Linked DNA regions of Mus musculus: region 2 is linked to region 1. Evidence: chromatin contacts called from public Hi-C data. All regions are on one chromosome and are shown on one strand. Each heading gives the region's core, a stretch centred on a gene start, on an enhancer-like site or on the middle of the called end of the contact. The rest is flanking DNA. Distances are from core to core; before and after follow the strand shown.

The links. A called contact is a pair of places that touch in the nucleus more often than the background predicts.
Region 2: a Hi-C map of pancreatic cancer cells shows a contact between it and region 1, with 2.6 times the contacts expected there. The contact joins two enhancer-like sites. A contact is called at or near these places in 1 of 15 datasets of contacts at CTCF or cohesin (the NIH/3T3 cell line), 1 of 484 Hi-C or Micro-C datasets (pancreatic cancer cells), 5 of 115 datasets of contacts at active chromatin or transcription factors (embryonic basal ganglia and embryonic stem cells) and 1 of 9 other capture datasets (embryonic stem cells).

What each region holds. Positions count from the first base shown.
Region 1 is chr17:84,873,440-84,880,921 of GRCm38.p6, reverse strand. No RefSeq gene overlaps it. Among named protein-coding and RNA genes, the nearest start is that of Gm46582, 61 kb to the right of the region's middle. Within about 2 kb of position 2,836, at least 146 of the 459 cell types and tissues checked have an H3K27ac peak or open chromatin away from gene starts, as enhancers often do. A contact at or near this core is called in pancreatic cancer cells, where this site is marked.
Region 2 is chr17:85,159,921-85,167,402 of GRCm38.p6, reverse strand. All of the region lies in intron 3 of Camkmt (calmodulin-lysine N-methyltransferase), which reads right to left. Gm36826 (a long non-coding RNA gene) reads right to left here. Exons shown (of 3, transcript XR_877067.3): 1 at 7,162-7,482; 2 at 6,417-6,513; 3 at 3,442-5,365. Among named protein-coding and RNA genes, the nearest start is that of Gm36826, 5.6 kb to the right of the region's middle. Within about 2 kb of position 4,207, at least 39 of the 459 cell types and tissues checked have an H3K27ac peak or open chromatin away from gene starts, as enhancers often do. A contact at or near this core is called in pancreatic cancer cells, where this site is marked.

The DNA.
Region 1 (7,482 bases), core at 1,587-4,086:
GTGCTGGGACTGCAGCTGTCATATGCCAATCATACCTGACAACCTGGACTCAAGAGCCTGTCTCTTAGGTGCTATGCTATTCTGGAGAAATTAATTAACCTCGCCACTCCATGTGGCTACTGGGAACTGAACCTGGGTCTCTTGCAACAGCAACTAGTGCTTTTAACTGCTGAGCCATCTCTCCAGCCTGCTGGATTTTTATCTTACAGTAAAAACACAGAGCATATGGTACTGAAAAATGCTATGTCCTTTCTTTTCTTCCTTCCTTTCTGTCTCTTTCAGGTAAATGTTTGGGGCTAGGGCCCTATACTCTCTACACACAACCATATGTGCTCAACAAATATTGCTTGCCTGGTGGCTAAAGGTCTTTTGCCTCAAAACTGGTCAAGAATTCCCACTTATCATTGGAGACTGTAACTGTCCCATGGCTTTAAAAGTTCTTGCTGTGCTGTGGACGTTGCTCATGATGGCAGACATTCCTTATGACTGCAAACCACATTACTAGAGTGACTGCTGTGTGCTTTATGACGCTGAACATTTGGCTCATGTTGTTATTTGTGTTCATCTGTTATTAACAATTAAAAAGCTTTCCTTTCAAAGTCAGGGCCTTGCACTAGCTAAGCCTATATACTCTGCCACAGAGTGCCAACAAAACATTTTTTTCAAACGCATTTTTAAATGTCAAGTACCCATAAAAAAAGTTTTCACGGTTGACGCTCTCTCCATTTGCCCTTCCCAGTGCTTAGGAGGAGCCTGAGTCGAAGCCAGACTCTTGCCAGCAAGCCTTAGAGAAAGTGATGCTCACTGGTGGGAAGGGGACCCATGCCTCCCCTTCTTGCTAGTCAGAGAAGTAGAAACTCCAACGGAGTCTAAATGCTGCTTTGAACCCACACCTAGAATGTGCAGAAGCTGCCCCAGGCTCTTAGCATTTCTGGCAGAGTCAGTGGCCCTTGCTGACCAGCTCGAGCAAGAAGCGCCTCTCTTCTCTCAACTTCCCTTGACGCTCCAGAGAACCCTCCAGAGAACCGATAGGGCTCTGTTGTTCCCAGGGCCGGTCCCCAAACCACCGTTTGGTTGGTTGGTTGATCGGTCAGTTGGTTTGTTGTTGTTTTCTGAGACTGGTTTCTCTTTGTGGTCCTGGTTGTTCTGGAACTCTGCCCTGTAGACCAGGCTGGCCTCGAACTCACAGAGACCCGCCTGAGTGTGTCTCTGCCTGGTTCAAACCCTAACCCTAACTCCTAATCACTTGGAGGCAGACACAAAAGCAAAATGGAGGTGAACGGTTTTCCAAGCCCCACAGTCCACCCTTCTGTTGTGCTGGGTCTCTCAACCCCTCATTCGTTTTATGCATGAAGGGGGGGGGGGGGAAGGAGCAAAAAAATACTCCACGTCTATAAATCCTTATAGGCTCAAAGTTCCAAGGTGGCAGGAACTGGATCTCTCCTCTTTTTACAAGCTGTACTGTGGGCCAAAGAGTTGAGTCAGATTCGGAGCTCAATAAATGGGCGTGGCAACTGAATTGCGTATCCCTTCTCTTCCGGCCTGCAGGAAAGCCACCCATCATCCCTTCAGGGTGGTGTGATCACTCCAGTGGACTGCAGACTGCGCCAGGCAGGGACTTTGGACTCTCTGGGAGGTGGTTTTGTGTGGTCATAGCAGCAGCTTGTCAAAGGACGAAGCAGAGGAGGGACGGGAACTTTTTAAAAACCCAAAGGCTCGTTATTTTTAACACCCCAGAGCTTTCTCTTTTCAGATTAAGCGGCTTCTGCACTCTTGCAAAGGATTGCACAGCTGAGGAATTCGTATTTACGTTTTAAATACTAATGGCTATTACTGTTTTAAGACAGGGTCTCATCTAGCCCAGGCTGATCTGTAACTCACTATATAATAGAAATTGACCTTGACTTCTGAATCTTCAGCCTCCAACTCAGGACGCTGGAATTTCAGGTATGCACTACCATGTTTGACTATTATTATTGTTTCTACATAAAGGACTGAACCTAGGACCCCAGGCTTAGAACTATATCCCATTTCCACCTCCCGCCCCACCAACCCCCTACTCATTCTGTGGACAATGCTCAATGCTAACCTCAGACTCACAGAGATTGGCCTGCCTCTGCAAGGATTAAAGGTGTGCCCCGACACCTCCTGTCTCTGCCTCATTTTTTAAACTTTTCATTTTGAGACAGTCTTGCTAAGTTGAGCAGGCCAGTTTTGAACTCTCTTTTTTGCCCATATAAACTTTGATTTTCCGATCTGGCTTTAGCCTCCGGCGTGGCTGGGATTACAGGTCGGTACACAGTGCCCAGCATTTGAGAGATTTGTTTCTTTTGCTTCTTTAACAGTCACAGACAAACTCACTGAAGGTAAAGGATGGGTGGAGGCTCCTGGGTGTGGCCAGCAAGGGCCTCCTGACACCCAAACTCCAGGGTGTCTCCTAGGGAATCAGACACAGCTAGACTAAATTAGCTCCTTTCCTTTTCCCTCCAAATTTAAAAACCTAAATGCTTTCTTGCTGAATAATATATAAATAAAGGGAAGACAAGCAAAAAGATGCCTGAGCCTCTGAGAAGGGTCGCCACTGTAATATGTAGTTTTTCATCTCTCTTCAGTTAAGGTCACTCACATTTCGGCTCCAAAATGAAAATAACCACAAATGGCCACAGCACAGACCCATGTACAATTTTCTCCATCTTCTAAAAATGAAATTACAAATGTTTGCAACTAAGTACTTCCCGCCGCAAAGTTTCTTTATCAAAAAGGACACCATATTTGTCCCAATGCCTATGTGAAGGGCCTTCGGCCAAACGAATGGGAAATCATTGGCCTGATTAACATCCTGTGATCTTAGATCTAAAAATGACCCGGAACCGGGTAAACAAGATGACGTCAGTGTGCTGGGCAGGCAGCGGTTCTCTACTGCCACCTGGAGGGCAGTGTGGTCAATGCCACACGAATTGTTTGCTAGTTTAAAAAATAAAAACGTTTGGACTAAAATGTGTGTGGGAACAGGGTCTTCATAGAGGGACAATCTTGATAAAATAAATAAATAAATAAATAAATAAATAAATAAATAAATAAATAAATAAATAAATAAATAATCAGGCTCTACATGGAGCTAGCGGTCTGGCTTGGCTCATGACAAAGGCCACCTGATTTTCCGTGCAGCTTCAGGCTTCCTTGGGACTTTGGCGTGGGAGGGAGTATCATGGTTCTAATTTATTTTCTTGTCAGGCTAATGTGAGAGAGAGGCTGCCCAGCTTTCTGCATTACACAACCGGCATGCTGGGAGATGCCCCAGAAATGTGCTGGGGTTGAGAAAAGGTCAGAAACTCGTCACTATTTCCCTTAGAAGACCGTCCACGAAAAGAAGATGAAGGGTGAATTTTAACGTAATAAAAACAAAAGCAAGACTGGCTTACTTTCAGATGAGTCCATTTGCTCGGAATGTTTACCAACCACCTCAGAATCTCAGCGGCTGAGGACAACATCTATGCTTTCCTTGCTAGTGGGCATGAAAGTCTGCCATGCCCTGACCAGGCAAGCAGGACTCCAAGCTCAAGGTCCCACACAGGCTGACTCTGCGTGGTTCCGTTCTTGCAAAGGAGCCAGAAAGAAAGTTTGTCCTATCTCTGAGGGTTCAGTGTTCAAGGCCCAGGTCAACCCAGGCAAAATCAGAAGATGCTCTTAGCCTCAGATCATCTAATGTGTGGGGCGGGGGAGATACACACAGTCTCCTATTGACGAAGCCCTGTGAAGTTCCATGGCCAAGTATGGCTGTGCGTAGTTCTGCAGAGAGGGAGGAAGGGATTGCAGATAACTGTGTGTGTTGTTAAAATAGTAAACATAGCATTATGAAAGCCTTTATACTTGCTTCCCTCTCCCCCTTCCTTCCTTCTTTCCAGCCTTCCTTTTGTTTTTGAGACAGTTTTACTCTGTTGGCCTGGTCTAACCTGGAAATCATTATGTAACCCAGGTTGGCCTTGAACACCTATCTCAGTCTCTCTACTGAGGATTGGAATTGCAGGCCCCAGTGACCACACTCAGCTCTTTTACTTTCTTTTCTTTCTTAGTTTCTTTTTTTTTTTTTTTAACTTTCATTTTTTTCAAAGAAGAACTTTAAGCCAGGCAGGATAGCACAATCTGACCACTTAGGCTAGCCTGAGCAACATGGTAAGCCCCTCTTCCAGAGTGAAACAAATTGCACTGGCAATGTCAGTTGTGGCAGACCATGGGCGTGGCATGCTCTGGTCCCCAAGTTCCTTCCCCGGCACCCCAAAGAAGCAACTTTAATCCCCACGGTGTAAACCGATTTCCTTCCAGGCGTGAATGGTTTGAGTGATAGCATCCTTACATCGCTGTATTCGTGGATTCACAGACGCAGATTTGTCGGCATCTAACCTGTGCCCCTGACCTCAGAGGCTTATTACAATGGGACACAATGTGTATTCAAACCAAGTCCCATGGAGGATTGTCATGGAGGATCAGGGCTAAGTTAACAGAGGAGCCACCATCTGTGACTGTTCCATCTGGATCTCATAGATAGCATGAGAGTGAAGGGCTTCGTGGATGGAACAGCTCAGAAGGGACCAGTGTCCCTCTTCTCACGGCCCTTCCTTCACAGGTGGGGGATGACTCACAAACTGTGAGGAAGCTGGAAGGAAGCAATAGGACTTCTTGTGCCAAATTCATGTTACTAGGAAGGCTCGGATGCACCAGTTGGCAGTCCATCAGGCTGGGCATGGTGGGCACACCTGTCTGCCCAGAATTCAGGAGGCTGAGCAGGAGGAATATGAGGTGGAGGCTTGCCTGGACCAATAGAAAGTCTCTGTGTCAATTAACGAAAGAAGGGAATTGGCAACATTTAATGATGTTTGGCATATTTTGTATTTCTTTGTTTCTGATTTATTTTACTTTTTTGAGACTGGCTTTCTTATGTTTGCAACCTTTTTGTTTTTGTCTTTGTGTTTTTAAGACAGGGTTTCTTTATGTAGCCTTAGCTGTCCTAGAACTAGCTCTTCAGAGGATCAGGCTGGCCTAGAACTCACTGAGATCAGCCTGCCTCTGCCTCCCCAGCGCTGGGATTAAAGGAGTCCACGCTGCCGCCGCGCCACTGCAAGCATTGTTTGACAGTTTGTTTGTTTTGGAGTTTTTGTTGTTGGCTTGTTTTTGTTTTTGTTTTTCAAGACAGGGTTTCTCTGTGTAGCCCTGGATGTCCTGGAACTCACTCTGTAGACCAGGCTGGCCTCGAACTCAGAAATCCGCCTGCCTCTGCCTCCCAAGTGCTGGGATTAAAGGCGTGCGCCACCACACCTGGCTTTTGTTTTTCTCATTTCCTCCTGCTTCTTCCCTAGAGGTCTGAAGGTCAAACACGAAGACTGGAGGGTGTGATGGTTAAATACAGGTCATGGGAGATTCAACCTGCAAAAAACCAAGAATTCTAACATGAAGCAGTTTCTTTTTTCCAAATGTACCTTTCCCTCCTTGAAACTCTTCAGTGACTTGTCATGGCCCCCCAAACAGTTTATCTTCTCTAAAAGACCTTTTTAGCCCCTTCCTCAAAGCCCCACTCCTCTTCCTCGGATAAATCCAGAATACAGTTAGAGCCCTTTGGTCACTGGACAGATACATAGTCCACGTGCCAAGCCCCGCCTGTGCCAGGTGCAGAACACACAATACTGAGCAAAGCCACGCCCACCTCCTGAAGCAGTGTTTGAGAATTCATGTAGGAGGAGAGATGCCAGTCAGAAAACTCCAAATAGGGGCTGGAGAGGTGGCCTGGAAGTTAAGAGTGTTTAATTGCTCTCCCAGAGGACCAGGGGTTCAATTTTAAGTGCCCGTATCAGGCAAATCAAAGTACTTGTAACTTCAGTTTCTGCACGAACATGGTATACACAAACGAATGCACACACAGAGACTTGCACACATGTGAAAATAAATCTAAGAAACAAAACAAAACCCTCCAAACAGGGCTGTGTCTGGAGCGCGTCGGAAGAGCGCTTGCCCAGCATGCTTGAAGCTCGTGGTTTGCTGAATAAATGGGGTGTGGTGATGACACCTGTAATCCCAGCCATTGAACCAAGGAGACCAAAGGATCAGAAACGTAAAGCCATCCTCTCAACACGTTTCTGACACTCACCAAGGCCGGGATCTTGGATTAATCCTGTGTCCCTGGCAAGCGGGCGTGCCACTCTTTACAGATGGTTACACTGGAGGTCACAGCTCAGCTACTGCTCAGCTAGGCTGAGTTGATGAGTCACCAGCTCCTCTCTGAAGTCACCTGCTTCTTCCATTAGAAGGCAAGTGAAGAGGACATAGGCCATGGCCATGTGGTATTGGTGCCTAATGATAAACATTCTTTTCTGTGTTCACTGTTCCTGGCTTGAGCTACGACCTCTTGTGTTCAGGGATATAAGTTCCTGATCCACGTCTGGTGTAACTGATGACATTCTGTGTCCTTGGGGTCACAGCCTGTCCCCAAAAAGCCAACTTCAGATACCCATCCCCCATAAACTAATTAAAACAGCCAAATTAATAGTTAGAAGAAAAAAAAAACAGGAAAAAATGTATTCTATGTGGCCACATTAGGAAGAAGGACAAACAGACCCAGTGACCTCCCTTGAGTCCATCTTTGGGGTCCTGAAGCAAGGTTAAGGTCCAGGTAGTCAGTCAAGTTACACATCCCTAACTAGTTCTAGCCAAGGTTGGTCCCACCCACCACTGAGCCATCATTTTCTAAGTTGCAATCCCTTTGTGTCCTCTCTGAGTAGTCCAAGCTTCAGGTTTCTTCTTTTCCCATCATGGGACCCTCGAGGGATTCCAATTTCTTGGGGTTTGTTGTTTCAACTGTCTGCTAGCCAAACTGAGGGACACACGTATCTCTTTAAAATACCTTCTTCCCCACCAAGTCTGTTACATTAACTAATTGAAGGTGGTTTATTGAAGATGCCTGCTGTAGAGGTGTGAATCGGTTCTGCAGGTACCATGTGTGGGCTGAAAACGACCTGTGCAGAAGAGAAGGATGCATGAAGAAGACACTGGGACTGAGGAGAGAAAGAGGCCCTCACCCTGACTGCCAGTGCTTGGGTTTGGAAGCAGAGCCCAGCTGCCAAATGCCTTGTTGAGTGACTTGGACTTCAGCCTGTGCGATGGGGCATGGCAGGGTCAGACTGGAGGTTTTGGCAGTCGTGTGAGGGTGGATTGAAGGAGAAGCCTCGGATTGGAAGTTAGAAGATGTGTTAGGATTTGGTCCAGGTGAAAGGTACTGGGTTGCATAGGGTTGCCGTGGAGACGGCAAAAGGACCTTTAGAAGCCTACTGACAGAAAGGGTTCAGACATCACTAAATAGGGGAGAGGGAATGGCAGGCAGGTGAATGGGGGCCTAGAGGGCCTCATGCAAATAAGAATGAACGGTGCTTAAATGACCGTGTATACAGAAGGCAGGCATCCGAAAACATCGCCTGTCAGGCCTGGCCAGGAAAC
Region 2 (7,482 bases), core at 2,958-5,457, 290 kb before region 1:
TCAAGAAGAGAAAGTTAAACAATACAGAGAGCATGTAGCCCACAGTAAATAAGGAAACAACCTATGATCTAGTAGTTGCTCTAAGGGGGTTTGAATAGGGCAATTTGTATTCCTCCATGCCAGCTAAATTTGACATGTATCTATGGTCTCCTGTCAGTAATCACACTGAAAAATCCTGACAAGTAGAGAAAAAAGAAACAGGCATATGGAAATACTTTCTTGATATTTTAGAAAAAGGAAGCAAGTATATAAGAAACATGAATGATAACATCGTGATAACTCGGGGTGACAGATCACAAGCTGGTTGATACATATCTAGAAAATGAAGCACTGTTCACGAACAGACAAAGGGTGCCCGTTGAGAGCAGCGTGGGAAGCATCAGAAGGCTCCTTCTTGCCTTTACTCTTGGTCTTGAATTGTCAGTTTCTAGCAGTGACTTAAGGACATAAAGGGTATGCCTATCATGTGCTCATGTGACATGTCGGGAATGATACATATAATAACAGAATCAATGTTTAAACGATCTTGACAGCTTACAGTACTGTCACTCACACATCTAACAGTTCAAAGGAATCATTTCTGTCTCTACCAGAATGCCAAGTTCTTCAGGGCTGGACTTGATCTCATACTCCTTTAGAAATCTCTGCCAGTATCTGATGGAGCACTGGGAACACAGTCAGCATTTCACTAACAGTCAAAGAACTGAACGGAACCATATGAAGTGTACAGAAGTGCTGAGTAAATCTATCACCTATGCATCATACTATCCTTTAGCTCTGCCACCAGACCATATCACTTATTTACTTCCAAGAAGCTATAAGTGGCATTTTCTCGCGCATCACACTTCCTGAGCTAACACAGGCCCCGTGAAGACAGATAACAACACAAGTTTTAGAGGGTACTTGAAAGCCTTTGCACTTTTTATTTACGTATCTTGTTTCAATATCACGCCCAGTTCTATGACTTTAGACTGAGCCCAGTAGGCAGCGTACAGAGCCCCTACCATCCACACCAAGTGAGAACAGACGCACACCCCCTGGCAGAGCTGCACAGCGTTACATTTTCTTGTTACAGTTCGGTATCATTGCAGGAAGATAAACACACCCCACAGTCTAACTTAATAGACATGAAGAAGTCATACGCTATTGTTCAGCGTCCCAGCCAGCCACCGTGCGTGATCAACCTTTTTTCATTTCTGGCTTCATTATGAAGATGATGTCTTTCAACTGTGGTGACTAAGCCTGTGAAACTACAGAGCACGAAATGTATAGAACCTTTATGAGAATAATACTGAACAGCTTAAACGTAAAACCTGCAATTAAATTCCAAACCTAAGCACTTCACCCTCAGGAAAACGCTAAGCAGCTCCTCGGCAACACCCCTGATTTACACCCCCCCAAAGTCGGCAGGACTGTCGTATGCGCTCATGTGCAACACTGATGCAGGCGGGAACTTCTCAAGTACTGTCCGAGGAAAACACAGTTATATTTATCCACGCTTTTCAAAACTAACAAATTTCAACTTGGCATGCCAGGGACAGGAGCTTTTTCATTTTCAAAAAAGCCGTCTTCTGTCACATGAAAAGCCCCGAGAGTAAAATATTTCAGTGTAGCTCTGTGTTAACAATGGATGTGCCATCAGATTACCATACACGTGAATAAAGCACCAAATGATACGAACTTTTTTTTCCACACTTTAGATTTTGATGTGAAATGAGTCTAATTATTTATTCATAGCTTTTCCTCTAAGGAGTTCAAAGCACTATATTTTAAATCTTCAAACGCAGATTTCCTGAACTCTAACATCTACTGGAGGGGGACAGGAAAATGTGTGACAAGAAAAAAGATTAAATAGCACAAAAGAAAAGATGGGCCGGAAGGACCCAGCACGCTTCAAACATGAGGTGGGATGGAAGGACCCAAGCAGGCGTTGAACACGAGGCGGGATTTTTTTTTCATTCACTTATTCCTTCAGTCATCCAAGCATTTATTACAACCTCCCAGAAGAAGAGATTCACGCCAGATGTTAGCGATGTAAAAACCACCCCAGTTCCAGCAGACGGAGGCATGGCTGACATCAAGAATAACTGGGTGCCCCAAATGCTATAATACAAGGGGAGGAGGCTTCAGCAGGAAGGGAAGGTCTCAGTTATACTCTGAAGCTGGCAGAAGTTTGCCAGAGAATTCTGAGACAACCTGGAGACGGAGGCTGACATTGCGCTACGGTGCAAGGAAGCATCGAAAGCTTCGAGCTGGTCAAGGGGCGTGGGGAAGACACGGCTCCGAGGCCGTTTTGTGAAAAGACTTCATCAACCTTCATCAACATACAATAAGCAGATGTAAAATGATATGCATTTTATCTTGCTTCATATGCACATGTACATTTTGGTTTTATGTATGTAGTTTTACTTTACGCATGCATACAGAGAGAGAAAGAAAAAGACAGACAGAGGGACAGAGACAGAGACAGTGACAGAGCAAGCAAGCTCTATGGGGTATTCCATCTGATGTCTCTGAGCCTGATGAGCCCCTCTTTCCGTCTGGCCTCTGAGGATGTTGACAGGGCCGGTGGCAGGGCCCAGCCACACAGCTTTCTCCTCCCTGCATCTGTACAGTTCCTTCTCTTAGGTGGAAGCTCACTTAGGAAAAGTTAAACCACTGGGCCAGATTGATTTATCTCCCAAGCTGCTACCAGCATGCCCATTCACCAAGGGAGCAGATGTTTCTCTTAAGGACTACGGAGGGGCAGCCTCTTCTGCATCACTCCTGTGTTACCTGCACACAGTAGACACTGAAGGAAAGAAAAGGGAAAAAATGTAGCTTAAGTCTCAGAAATGCAGATGAAAGAGAATATTCTCTTGCTTTTATATTATTTCAAGTATAAAAGCTCCTGTGTCAAAATACTCAGAACACTGTGGCTCAAAATAGAAAAGATAGAACCCAATTATCAGACTGATTTGTAGTTCCAAGTCTTCAAATCACCTTCTACAGAAGCACTCACTAATTGATATCGACAGAGGGATACAGCAGAAAACTGAAACCTTCTTGTCTATAGATATATAGAGATGATACAGACACAGATGGTTAATTGATAGATAGATAGATAGATGTTAGATAGATAAAGCAATAGATAGGTAGATAGATAGATAGATAGATAGATATTAGATAAATAGATGTTTGATAGATGATATATAGATATAGATGGATAGATAGATACACAGATGCATAGATACATAGATAGGTGATAGATGATAGATACATAGATGATAGATATTTAGATGATAGATTATAAATAGATAAGATAGATGATAGATACATACATACATAGATACATAAATACATAGATATATAGATACATAGGTGATAGATACATAGATGATAGATTAAAAATAGATAAGACAGATAGATGATAGATACATAGATGATAGAGAGATGGATAGATAGATAGATAGATAGATAGATAGATAGATAGATAGATAGATAGATAAAAATAGATGATAGATACAGAGATATGGGGGAAGCAGGAGAAAAACTCAACAAATTAAAGGGTATTACTTATTCTGTATTGGGTTAAGAAATTATAACTGCTTTTTTTATACAGTTAAGCATGTATATTTGATGACTCCATAAAACACTATATTTAGCTGGGCAGTGGTGCTGCACACCTTTAATCCCAGCACTTGTGGGGACCACAGGCTGGTTGGATCTCTGAGTTCGAGGCCAACCTGGTTATACAGAGAAACCTTCAAGAAAGGAAAGAAAGAGAGAGAGAGAGAAAGAGAGAGAGAGAGAGGAAGGAAGGAGGATATTCTTGTCCTAGAACATGCTAGAATACAACACAATACCAAGTAAATTAAGATCCACGGCCTTGGCAACGAGAGCTACTCTCTCGATGAGAATGGTGAAGATTCAGGCCAGAGAGTCAGCACTCTGATCTTGTAGCTCACTCACAGTTTAGTCTGCATCTTCTCACCTACCAGCAATGATTGCAGCAGATTGTTAGTCATAGTTTAAAGGTCAAAGAGTTTTATAATCCTGAAAACTCATGATGTGGGCAAAGGATAACTATTTTCTAGCAAGTCAAATCAAAAGCCATGAAGAGCATGAAGACGTCTCAAACAGAAAAAGAGACTGGAATATAAATATGTACTGAGTCACAGGGAAAGTGTTCTGACATTTAAACAGACAGCAAGTGAGCAGGAAAAGTTACCAAGAAAGTGGAGCTGGGACAAAGACAGGGTAGGGCGTAACCTGGGTGGGGACAGGCACAGCACTGAATGCGCACATTCCTCTCTCAAGGTGTGGAATTCAGGCAGAAGGGCTGATGTAACACAAGCTATTTTGAGAAAAAGCAGAAATATCAATACAGCTATAAAGGGAGAATTCTGACCCCTCCAACTTAAAAGGAGTTCGTTGGAAAAATAATGCCATTTAAAAAAAAATGGTTAATGAGAAAAAACAAGGGACAAAGGTTTTGTGGCTTAAAATCAGCAACCATAGCACAGAATGGTGAGAGTGAGGGTACATCTGTGGAACATGAACGGGAATGCCTAGGATGGGCTGGCAAAGTTCAAGGCCATCCTAGACTATAAAGACAGTCTATCTCAAAAATCAACAAAGAAAGAAGAGGGAAGGGGAGGGGACAGAAAGGGAGGGGAGGGCAGCGAGGGGAAGGGAATGAATGCGCTACTTAAGAGACTGTGACACACAACTTCAGTCTCAGTTACTCAGGAGACCAGAGGCTGAGGGATCACTTGACTCCAGGAACTTCCGGTTAGACAAACATGGTAAAAGGATAAAGTAAGTGTGCTCTGTTCCTAAGCCCCTTTCTGATGGAGATGACCTCTGCCCTGTGACCCTAAAGGAACTGACCTAAAAAGAAAGTCCCAGAGGTCAGCAAAACTAGAAACAAGGAGGCATAGCTCTCTGAGTCCTACTCAATTACCTCATAACTGCATCGCCTGACCGTGCGAGAGCGGGAAAGGTAGGAAACAAGGAGGCATAGCTCTCTGAGTCCTACTCAATTACCTCATAACTGCATCGCCTGACCGTGGGAGAGCGGGAAAGGTAGGAAACAAGGAGGCATAGCTCTCTGAGTCCTACTCAATTACCTCATAACTGCATCGCCTGACCGTGGGAGAGCGGGAAAGGTAGGAAACAAGGAGGCATAGCTCTCTGAGTCCTACTCAATTACCTCATAACTGCATCGCCTGACCGTGGGAGAGCGGGAAAGGTAGTTTAAGTAGGCCGTTCGTTCGTTTGTTCGTTCGTTCGTTCGTTCGTTCATTCTTCAGGGTTGCACATCGCATGCTGAGCTACACATACACAGTCAGCATTTGTGCATTTCCACCTGTCAGTCATTTTCCTAGCGTAACAAGATGCAGACAATGATGAATGAGCTTGAAAATTCCAAATGGGAGTCTATTCTTGAAAAGTTTTTAAATTATTGCTACATAAATGCTGTAAAATAAATGTTAAAATGTTTCAAAAGGGGCTGGAGAGATGGCTCAGCGGTTAAGAGCACTGACTGCTCTTCCGAAGGTCCTGAGTTCAAATCCCAGCAACCACATGGTGGCTCACAACCATCCATAACGAGATCCAGAAGAGGAGAGGGGTCACCCTCTTCTGGAGTGTCTGAAGACAGCTACAGTGTACTTACATAATAAATAAATAAATCTTTAAAAAAAATGTTTCAAAAGGGGGCTGGAGAGATGGCTCAGCGGTTAAGAACACTCACTGCTCTTCCAGAGGGCCTGAGTTCAATTCCCAGCAACCACATGGTGGCTCACAACCATCTGTAATGGGATCTGATGCCCTCTTCTGGTGTGTCTGAAGACAGCTACTGTGTACTCATGTACAGAAAATAAATAAAAAAATTTTTTTAAATGTTCCAAAATGGCTGGGCACTGGTGGCACACGCCTTTAATCCCAGCACTCGGGTGGCAGAGGCAGGCGGATTTCTGAGTTCGAGGCCAGCCTGGTCTACAAAGTGAGTTCCAAGACAGCCAGGGCTATACAGAGAAACCCTGTCTCAAAAAAACAACAACAAAAAAAAGTTCCAAAAGATTAACATCATAAAAAAAAATCATCATAAAACTCAGTTGGGTGCCACAGAATACTGGAAACAGTGACTGGGTGCTACCAACAATTCGATCACACTGAACACAGACCTTGTTTAACCTATATTTAACCAAACTACTACTACTAATCAGTATCTCTTCTACCTATCCATCTATCTATCTATCTATCTATCTATCTACCTATCTATCTCTCTATCTATCATCCATCCATCCATCCATCCATCCATCCATCCATCTATCCATCTTCCCATCTGTGGTGCTGTCAATTGAACCCACTGCCTCACACTCGTTGGACAGGGGCATTGCTGCAGAGCTACAGACCCCGCCCTCACACACCTGACGTCTGCAGAGGAGTCTTCAAATTCCCCTTTCCGGAATTCCATCTCTGTGTCCTGGATGGGAGGACAACTGCAGCGCACCCTCCGCCCCGCGGCTAGAGAGAAAACATCTCTCAGCACAGATTGGATCATTAGCTCCTCCTGCAAAACCACACTAAACACTTATGAACATAAAATGGTTCATAAAATCCACTTGTAAAATAACCTTTCATTGTATGAATTATGAAATGAAGGATTTCAAAACTTGAATCTTACAGGTGTCTAGAACAGAACACCACTATAAGTATCAAAAGTTTATGTTGATTTATTTGTTAAAGATCTAGGACATGATACTTTATGCCTTCTTTAAATGAGTATCACTGGGCTGGAGAGATGGCTCAGCGGTTAAGAGCACTGACTGCTCTTCCAGAGGTCCTGAGTTCAATTCCCAGCAACCACATGGTGGCTCACAACCATGTGTAATGAGATCCAAAGCCCTCTTCTGGTGTGTCAGAAGAGAGCTACAATGTACTCACATATATAAAATAAATCTATTTTTTAAAATCATTATTTTTTTCTGGATATAAGGTCATTATTATGGGTATAAGTTATTTTCATTGTTTACTATATAATGACATAGCCCCAAGATTTACTGGTACTGCCCTGAAAGGTTGGCAACTAAAGACAAACCCACCCCCACCCCACCCCCCCCACCCCCCCACCCCCCGTCAGCCTGTCCTCAGGCTCAGAAGGGTTTTTATTACCTTTGAAGATTTGTTGACAATCAGATTGCACGGGTAGGTAGCACATGCCTGTTCCTCAGAACTTGAGACAGAGGGAAGACAATAACCTCAGTCCCAGCCAGCCTTGTCTACATAAGGTACTGGCCTGGGCTACATGGTGACACTAACATCTCAAAACTAAATTGTTAATCAGAAAAAGACTAGGAAATAAGTATTTTATGTGGTCCTTGGAGCCTTTAATATTTACTCTTGGACCTTTTATAGTAAGGAGAAGAAAAAAAAAAAAAAGAAAGAAAGAAAAGAAAAAAACTGCCAGTCCCTCTTTAACCTGATCCCGGCCTA